Regions from separate parts of the Bos taurus genome. Here region 1 is linked to region 2. The links are chromatin contacts, called in public Hi-C maps. All regions are on one chromosome and are shown on one strand. Each heading gives the region's core, a stretch centred on a gene start, on an enhancer-like site or on the middle of the called end of the contact. The rest is flanking DNA. Distances are from core to core; before and after follow the strand shown.

Region 1 (4,959 bases), core at 1,519-4,018, 230 kb after region 2:
CAACGTTGTTAATCAACTATACTTCAATATAAAAAAGTTAGGGGGGGGGAAGGACTGTTCTTAAAAAATTATATCACCTTTCTTAAACTATGAAACTATGTAGTCAGTATTCAAATTCCTCAATACCTTGGTGTTCTTTAAAAAAAGATTTTTCAAATCAGAATTTATGTAAGTTCCATTCATTGCAATTGGCTAATGTATCTGTTGAGGCTGTAAATCTATAGGTTCTTCCTCCATTTATCACTTAAAAAAATTTCCACTTACAGTTTGTTGACTACAGCACCAACAGCATCTTTGTTTTTTAATTTAAAAAAATTATCTATTTTTGGCTGCACTGGGTTTTCATTGCTGTGTGTAGGGTTTCCATAGTTGTGGGCGAGTGGGCTGCTCATTGTGGCGGCTTCTCTTGTGGCTGCCCAAGCTGTAGGCACTTGGATTCAGTAGTTGTGGCTGGTGGGCTCTAGAGTGCTGGCTCAGTAGTGGCGCACAGGTTTACCTGTCACTCGGCGTATGGGATCCTCCTGGACCAGGGATTGAAACCGTGTCCCCTGCACTGGCAGGCAGACTCTTAATCACTGGATCACCAGAGAATTCCCAACAGCATCTTTATTTTAGTTTCACTTTACTGATGAACATTTGATTTTAATATCTTGTCATCATAAACCTAGCTCTGCATTACCCTTGTGGCTAAATATTTGAGTACATTTTTCCTTATTCTGTTAGGAAAATGATGGTTTACAATGGGTGGGTGTATTTCTGATGCTCATTCAGTGAGTCAAGCACCATCAGTTACTGGAGATATTATGGTTAAAGAAAGACACCTTGCTTGCTCTCTTTAAGTCTTGCCATCCCAGAAAGATGGGACTGGGTAGTTCTTAGGTGGCCCTTATGGTATCCTTGAGGATGGTGCTTCATCTGGACACTTGCAAGGGCTGGTGTTTAGAGACCACTCTTTGAGGCAGGGACACCCAAGCCAAGGTCTGAAGCAGGAGAGGTTGACGGTCTGAAGATCCAGGGCACTGCTTTTCAAACTTTGGCTTGCAGAAGAATCACCATCAAGGCCCGGGCTCATTGAAGGTAATAGGGCCTGAGCCCTTGTGTTTTATCAAGCTCCCCAGTGCTGCTCATTTCAGTTCAGTTCAGTTCAGTTGCTCAGTCATGTCTGACTCTTTGCGGCCCCATGAATCGTAGAATGCCAGGCCTCCCTGTCCATCACCAACTCCCGGAGTTCACTCAGACTCAGTCGTTGATGCCATCCAGCCATCTCATCCTCTGTCGTCCCCTTCTCCTCCTGCCCCCAATCCCTCCCAGCATCAGAGTCTTTTTCCAATGAGTCAACTTTGCAGGAGGTGGCCAAAGTACTGGAGTTTCAGCTTTAGCATCTTTCCTTCCAAAGAAATCCCAGGGCTGATCTCCTTCAGAATGGACTGGTTGGATCTCCTTGCAGTCCAAGGGACTCTCAAGAGTCTTCTCCAACACCACAGTTCAAAAGCATCAATTCTTCGGCGCTCAGCTTTCTTCACAGTCCAACTCTCACATCCATACATGACCACTGGAAAAACCATAGCATTGACTAGTCAGACCTTTGTTGACAAAGTAATGTCTCTGCTTTTGAATATGCTGTCTAGGTTGGTAATAACTTTTCTTCCAAGGAGTAAGTGTCTTTTAATTTCATGGCTGCAGTCACCATCTGCAGTGATTTTGGAGCCCCCAAAAATAAAGTCTGACACTGTTTACTCATCTGTTTCCCATGAAGTGATGGGACCAGATGCCATGATCTTTGTTTTCTGAATGTTGAGCTTTAAGCCAACTTTTTCACTCTCCACTTTCACTTTCATCAAGAGGCTTTTTAGTTCTTCACTTTCTGCCATAAGGGTGGTGCCAGTGCTGCTAGTACCAATAAAAATTTGAGAACCACTGTTCTGTGGATAGGAGAGAGAACTGAAAGTTCTCTTAGGTTTTAGTATTGCTAGAGTGCCCTTCAGGAAAGTTGTGTCAGTATAGGCACCCTCATCTGCTGTGGAAGAGTGTGTCTCTGTCAAACCTGACACTGTGTGACCTGAGCAAGTGACCTCAGTTACGCCTCAGTTAAGAATTTGCAAAACTACCGGGTATACAGTAAGTCTCTTTTGAAGTGTTTAAGTCTGTTAAAAAAACAAAACCCACAAGCTTCCTGGGGAGCTCTGAACCACCCAAAGTTTGTGGCAGGTGGCCCCCTGGTGGCCACATCCTTTAGGTTGCCTCTGGTCGGCCTCAGAGATGCCAAGTGAGGTGAGCAAGGGATTCATACCTCGGGTGTCAATCCTACTTCACCGAGAATGGGAAAGGAGTTGCTAGTTTAAATTCTTCAGCCCTAGATAGTCTCCAAGGTGTGAAAGGAGTCAGGGAGAGGACGTAAAGCCTTTAAGAAATTAGGAGGGAAAAGATATAAACAGAAAATTTTTTGTGCGTCCAGTTTAGTCTTTTTGCTTCCGAAGGCTTAGCTTCGGTTTCTAGAGCCTGAGGCTGTGCACTTAACGAGGGCCATTTTCCACAGGCCGTACAGCCTGCTGGCTCGTGTGTGCAAGTCCTCACCGCCTCCTTCAGACACGCTGGAGGGACTCCTGCGGGCTCACTGCCCGACCCCACTGTAATCCTTCTGAGCTTAGGACCCAGTGGCTGCCAGGCAGCCTGGCCCCGCCTCTCCGCGTATCAGCGCCCGCAGATTGGCAGCTCGGCTCCGCCCCCGCCATGGCTGCCGCCTGCTGCCGGGGCTGCTAACTTGCTGCCGGGATACTGGTCTCTGCCGCAACTCTCCGGCTGATCTGTCCGCGGGCGGGCGGCGCATGGGTCTCCTCCGAGGCGGGCCCCCGTGCGCTCGGGCCATGGCGCGTCTGGGCGCTGTGCGCTCCCACTACTGCGCGCTGCTGCTGGCCGCGGCGCTGGCCGTCTGTGCCTTCTACTACCTGGGCTCGGGCCGGGAGACCTTCTCCAGCGCCACCAAGAGGCTGAAGGAGGCCCGCGCCGGGGCCCCTGCTGCGCCCTCACCGCCGGTGCTGGAGCTGGCGCGGGGATCCTTGGCGCCGGCCCCGGGCGCTAAGGCCAAGAGCCTGGAGGGCGGCGGGGCCGGGCCGGTGGACTACCACCTGCTGATGATGTTCACCAAGGCCGAACACAATGCCGCGTTGCAGGCCAAGGCCCGCGTTGCCCTCCGCTCCCTGCTGCGCCTCGCTAAGTTCGAGGCGCACGAGGTGCTTAACCTGCATTTCGTAAGCGAGGAGGCCAGCCGCGAGGTGGCCAAGGCCCTGCTGCGGGAGCTGCTGCCGCCCGCCGCCGGCTTCAAATGCAAGGTGAGCGGGGCCCCAGCTAGAGGCTCCGGATAGGTGACTCGGTCAGTGTGGGGCCCGGCCTGGATCCAGGGGTCAGGAGGGAGGTGTCTTAGTTGCGATGCCCATTGCCAGTGCCAGCAGAAGCCTAACCCCTTAACCCGTACCCTGCCTGAATTGTGCGTTCATAGCACGCTGCAGGCATGGTCCGGGGGGGCGTGTCTCGGAGCCTCTATTAGCTGACTTCCTTGATCCGAGCTTCCCTTTAACTGCGGCCCCCTGGAGAATCAGCAAGCCCGCTCTTTCCTGATGTGGTTGATTTCAGCAGTCAGTGCCTTTAAGTCTGCCCCTCTGTTTATTCTTTTCAGTGTTTGACTTTTGAGGATGGAGCAGGTCACTTGAAGGTGCAGCGTCTGCTGGACAAGGTCTTAGGCCGCTTGAGTTGTTCAAATTACAGGGACATTTCTCATAGCTCTAAGGATTTCAGTTGAAACTGGTCCAGCCCAAACCCAGCCCCATGTGAACCATTTCATCTCCTCAGTGTGCCTCCTTCTTCCCTTCTCTTCAGGGTCATGAACCCATTTAGAAAAGCAGCGGGTTCCTCCCAGCAAGAAAGTGCTCCAAGAGGTAAAGATATAAGATCTGGAGAGGGCAGAGCAGAGCTAGTCGTCTTGTTCCGGGCTGGACCACCTGGCTCTTCTTGTGAGAGATTGTATTCTTCAGTCAGCCAGCTCAGTCGCTCAGTCATATCCGACTCTTTGCGACCCCGTGGACTGCAGCACACCGGGCCTCCCTGTCCATCACCAACTCCTGGAGCTTACTCAAACTCATGTCCATCTGGTCGGTGATGCCATCCAACCATCTCATCCCCTGTCATCCCCTTCTCCCACCTTCAGTCTTTCCCAGCATCAGGGTCTTTTCCAGTGTGTCGGTTCTTTGCATCAGGTGGCCAAAGTATTGGAGTATTTCAGCTTCAGCATCAGTCCTTCCAATGAATATTCAGGACTGATTTCCTTTAGGATTTACTGGTTGGATCTCCTTGCAGTCCAAGCTTAGTGTTAATGGCCTCAGTTAAATTACATGTCTCCTTTTGACCTAATAGTTGCCCAGAGGGGATCTAAGGTGTGATTTTGGGATAGAAATAATGTGCACTAAATCACTCCAGTCATGTCCGGCTCTATGCGACCCAATGGACTGTAGCCCACCAGGCTCCTCTGTCCAGCGGGATTCCCCAGGCAAGAATACTAGAGTGGGTTGCCATGTCCTCCTCCAAGTGATCTTCCGGACCCAGGGATTGAACCCGTGTCTCCTGTCTCCTGCGTTGGCAGGCGGGTTCTTAGTAGCTGATCTTAAAGGATGGAGACTGGTGGTAGGGGGAGGGGCGGTAAGATTAGTGTACCATGCGTTTGTGCTGGGTGAGTGACTAAGGGGAGCCAGTGCTGGCCTCCTGCAGGGTTCAGGGGCCTGTTGGTGTTTGTTTTTAGCCGCACCACACAGCCTGTGGGATCTGAGTTCCTCGACCTGTGTACCTTGGAGTGGAAGTTAACCAGTGGACCTCCAGGGAACTCCCTTTTTTGTTGTTGTTGTCTACAGAATCAAGTCCTCATTTCTTGGCAGGGCTGTCTGTTGTGGGGCCGGGCTCCTCAGCCAACCT
Region 2 (4,610 bases), core at 1,490-3,989:
CTGTGTTACGGGAGACTAGGTTTGGGGCCAGGAATAGGAGACCTGAGTGAGACCATTGCCATCGGGGTATGATACCGTATTTTCACCTTCTCTCCTCTCATCCCCCATGCCAGTGGCCAGATGTTGCTGGGAACCAGGGTGTCAGATCAATCTAAGGAAGAACTTTCTGACTCGGAGCTATCCAAAGATAAAATGAATTGTGTTGAGGGGTGGAGAGCTCCCAGCCACTGGATTTGTTGAAGAGTCTGGATAGCTAACTGGTAGATTAACAAGGTCCCTTCTAGACCTAGTAGTCTGTGAATCCACAGGGGGCTGGTCCACTTGAGGAGGATGAACTAGTCTGCTGCTCGGACCTGTCATGAGAATAATAAGAAGGCCTGATCAAGGAAAGGGTGATGGGCTGCTATATTTAGGATGGATAACCAACAAGACCTATTGTATAGAACATGGAACTGTGCTCAGTGTTATGTGCCAGCCTGGATGGGAGGGGTTTTGGGGGAGAATGGATACATGTATATGTATGGTTGACTCCCCTCGCTGTTCACCTGAAACTACCACAATATTGTTAATTGACTATACCCCAATACAAAATAAAAGTTTAAAGTTTTTTTTAAAAAAGGCAAAGGGTGATGGGAAAAAGCCTGGTGATGAGGGAGCTGGTGATGAAATATAGGAGCAGAAGGGGAGGAGTATATACAGCTGCCATAACAAAGTACCACATACTGGGTTGGTTTTAAACAACAGAAATTTAATATATCACAGTCTGGAGACTAAAAGCCCTAAATCAAGGTGTCAGCAGGCTGGTTCCTTCTGTGAACTCTAAAAGAGAATTTTCTCCATGCTTCTGCCAGCTTTGGGAAGCCCCAGGTGGCCCTAGGCTTATAGATGCATCGCTCCAGTCCTCTGTCTTCACATGGCTTTCTGCCTATAAGGACACCAGACATACTGGATTAGGGGCCCACCCTACTTCAGTACAACCTCATGTTAACTAGTTACATCTGCAGTGACTGTATTTCCAAATAAGTTTAGATTCTGAAGTATTGGAGGTTAGGACTTCAATATAACTTATTTTCGAAGTGAAGTGTTAGTCACTCAGTCGTGTCCAACTCTTTATGATCCCATGGACTGGTGGCGGTTTAGTTGCTAAGTAGTGTCCAACTCTTGCAATCCCGTGGACTGTAGCCTGTCAGGCTCCTCTGTCCATGGGATTCTTCAGGCAAGAATACTGGAGTGGGTTGCCATTTCCTTTTCCAGGGGATCTTCCCAACCCAGGAATCAAACCCAGGTCTCCTGCATTGCAGGCAGATGATTTACCAATTGAGCTATGAGGGAAGCCCATGGACTAGAGCCTAGCAGACGTCTTTGTCCATGGAATTCTCAGGGAAGAAGACTGGAGTGGATAGCCTTTCCCTTCTTCAGGGAATCGTCCTGACCCTGGGATCAAACGTGGGTCTCCCGCATTGCAGGCAGATTCTTTACTGTCTGAGCCATCAGGGAAGCCCTAACATTTTTTGGGGTGACATAACTTAATCCATAACAGGAGGCAACTTGCTTAATCTGAGCCCTCTGCCTTTCCCACCTGTACAACTCTAGTGCTTGGCACTGCACGGAGAGAGCCTGTGTAGCTGGAGTGGATACCACCCCCTCCGCTGGCCTGAGCTTGACTTTAGATACATCCGAGTCCTAAGAGTGTTCCCAGGGCTTTAAACTCCTGCCTTTCCCTAGAACCCAATTCTCACAGCAGCCACAGCACCTACAACCAGGATATACACATATCCTGGCCCATTACAGCGTTGAGTTCTCTTTTCCTCTCTCATCCAAGTCATCCCTGGTATCTTTCACACCCAGGCAGAGATAAGGTGAGGAGACTGTGTGTGGGAGAGTTTTTTTTTTTTTTTTTTGTATTTCTCTTTTGAGACTCATCTTACAAAGACCTAGACAGTCCCAGAATTTTTTGGCCTATTTCACAGTGTTGGATGGCTCCTTACACTGAGTTCCCAAGATTTGATGGGGGGAGACAGATTCTAAACCACCATTCTAGGAACTTCTGCCAGCGACCCCTTCCATGGGATTACCAACACAGAGGCAGAATGTGGTAAAATGGAGAAATATCAGACCAGAAGCATAGTCTAAATGAAGTTCTACGACCACACACTACAGATGGGTCTTGTGATAGTGGTGGTTAGGTCACTTCTCTCTAGCCTTCAGCTTTTCCAATGGTAAAAAATGTTAGACTATTTCAATGTTGATGTTCTATGATTTCATAGAAGTCAATATTCTATGATCCCACAATAGGTCTCTAAGGACCGTTCCAACGCTGACATTTCATGACTTTATAATGGAGAGTTAAGCTTTTTATGGTTGTTAAATGGAAGGAAAGAAGAGACACTGCATTTCTCTGAAAGTCAGTTAATGTCTTCGGGGAATGATGTCACCTTTGAGCCTCAATTTTCCGATCTATAAAATACACAACGAACAATAAGAACCTCATGAAGTGGTGGGAGCGACGGTGCTTGCAGAGATTAACCATTCGGTACACAGTCAAACTGTAAACCTCTCCTAAGGGTCTATGAAACAGCTCTCAGAGCCCCAGCCGCGGTTGGCGCTAACTCACCGAGAGGGCTCGGGGAGGGGGCGGGGCGAGGAGGTTGGCATTGTTCTTGTCCCGCCCTCACCCCCGCCCCGCCCCCGCCCCGCCCTAGATATCGCGAGAGGGCGGGCCCGCTTGGCATTAGCGTCGGCGTCGTTCCGGCGCTAGGCCGGCTTCTCTCCGCGGGCCACGGTTAGAGTGCCGGTGGCCAAGGGCTCGCGGAGGGCCGCCAGCCACGCGGCGTCGGCTAGACGCCAGAGCGTCCGAGTCGTTGTGTCGTGACAACAACTCTGGTGGCTGTCTCCGCGACAGCAGGTGCGGCTGCTTCAGCCCCAGGCGGGCTCGGCGGCTGCCTGGCGAGTTTCTGCTCGCGCCCAGCCCTTTCCTTCCTGAACTCGGCGCCAAGCAGCGACGCTGAGCCGACCGCCGGAGCAGCAGGCAATGGCGGCCTCGACGGCCTCGCACCGGCCCATCAAGGGGATCCTGAAGAACAAGAGCTCTACGACTTCCTCTGTGGTGTCCTCGGCCGAACAGCCCGGCAAGAGTGTCGACGAAGAGCTGAGGTGAGAGCCGAGAGGGGCAGCCGCTCGTCCACCGGGTCAGCCTGGGAAGCCCCACCTTTCCCCCCGTGCCGTTGCAGACCCCCAGCCGGACCAACCCCAGATCCCGAGCCCGAGCGCGGCCGGCGGGCGGGGCGGTTGCGTAGTTGCGGCCCCTGCGCGGCTCAGGTCTCCCTCCGCCGGCCAGACTTAGGGGTGGAGTGATTATAAAGAAGGCAAGAGCTATGACGTTTACTGTGTGTTTGTATGTGTGTGTTTAACATATATACATATATAATAATTTTAAAACATACATCAGAATCTTTAAGCTTTTGGAGATTGGGAATATTAAAGAATCAAATTGAAGTTGTAAAGCTTCACCTGTTAAGCAGTTATTACTTCACTTCGTATCCGAGTGTCTAAAATTCAATAATTAAAGTGTATTTTCCTGGATTGGAAATCCTTTAAGATGCAGTCGTAGACTAGTAAGAGACTCCTCCGTAAAAGAGATTTCTCCATTTTTCTAATTGCCCTTCCTCCACGGTCATTCCTTTTTAGGTGAACATTATCGAAAGAAAAGCATCGTGCCACATTCACTCCCTTGGGTCCTGGTTTGTCATTATCTCTGCATTAAAAGAAACAGACATTTCCTCAGTCTGATCTATGTTTAATGGAAAGCTACTTATTGCTAATTATTTTTGAATCTGCAACAGGAATTTGAATGCTTTCTAGTCTTTGTTCCTCCTGAAAGACATATTTAAGCTCAGAACAGTTCAGAAAGTACCAAGTTAAAATGATGCCATGATAATTTAGTTGCTTTTGCATACTCGCAAATACGTATGTGAAAAGATGTTGACCTATAGTATTGTATGTGATAGTAAATAATTGGTAACAACCCAAGGTCCATTAAGAAGGACTAGTGAAATATTAATTATAGTACATTAGTATAATGGGAAAATAGACCAGCCTTTTAAAAGAATGAAATAGATGTTAATGGCTCAGAGAAAGATACCCAAGGTGCAGTCCTCAGTAGGAAAAAAAGGATGGAAAACTGATAATATATAGTGTAAAATAAAACACTAGGTTAGAAGTCATAGAGGGGCTAGCATACAAGGACTCTTACATACTGGAAATAAGGCTTAAGAAAAGTTGTTGAAATCTGTGAAGTCATAAAGCTAAAATTAGGATGTTCCCGAAAACTTTGAATATTGGAACTAGGGCACACCTGTTTAAAAAGATCATTTTAGAGCTATAAAAGGAACTACAGTTTGGTGATGGTGTTGTCTTGAGGAAAACATGAAGTAAGATCATAGCTTAGAATCGTGGCCTTTGGGGATTGGAAAGGACCTAGCAACTCTCCTACTCCTGGGTGTTTGACTCTTACATGCAATTTTCCAACCTCTATTTGGGGTAAGCTGCTTCAGATTGGGGGTTGTAATGGGACTATAAAAAATGGAATCTTACCAGACATAGCTGTAAAA

Evidence for each region. Hi-C and Micro-C count contacts between places; a contact is called where the count stands out from the background.
Region 1: a contact with region 2 is called in a Hi-C map of liver, with 4 times the contacts expected there. The contact joins the promoter of XXYLT1 here to the promoter of PPP1R2 in region 2. A contact is called at or near these places in 4 of 11 Hi-C or Micro-C datasets (liver, skeletal muscle and an unstated tissue).

The regions. Positions count from the first base shown.
Region 1 is chr1:72,324,010-72,328,968 of ARS-UCD2.0, forward strand. XXYLT1 (xyloside xylosyltransferase 1) reads left to right here and starts at 2,769. Exons shown (of 4, transcript NM_001075999.1): 1 at 2,769-3,329. The coding sequence starts at 2,826.
Region 2 is chr1:72,097,388-72,101,997 of ARS-UCD2.0, forward strand. PPP1R2 (protein phosphatase 1 regulatory inhibitor subunit 2) reads left to right here and starts at 2,740. Exons shown (of 6, transcript NM_001035392.2): 1 at 2,740-3,153. The coding sequence starts at 3,032. LOC132345649 (a long non-coding RNA gene) reads right to left here and starts at 2,692. Exons shown (of 2, transcript XR_009495069.1): 1 at 2,615-2,692; 2 at 728-925.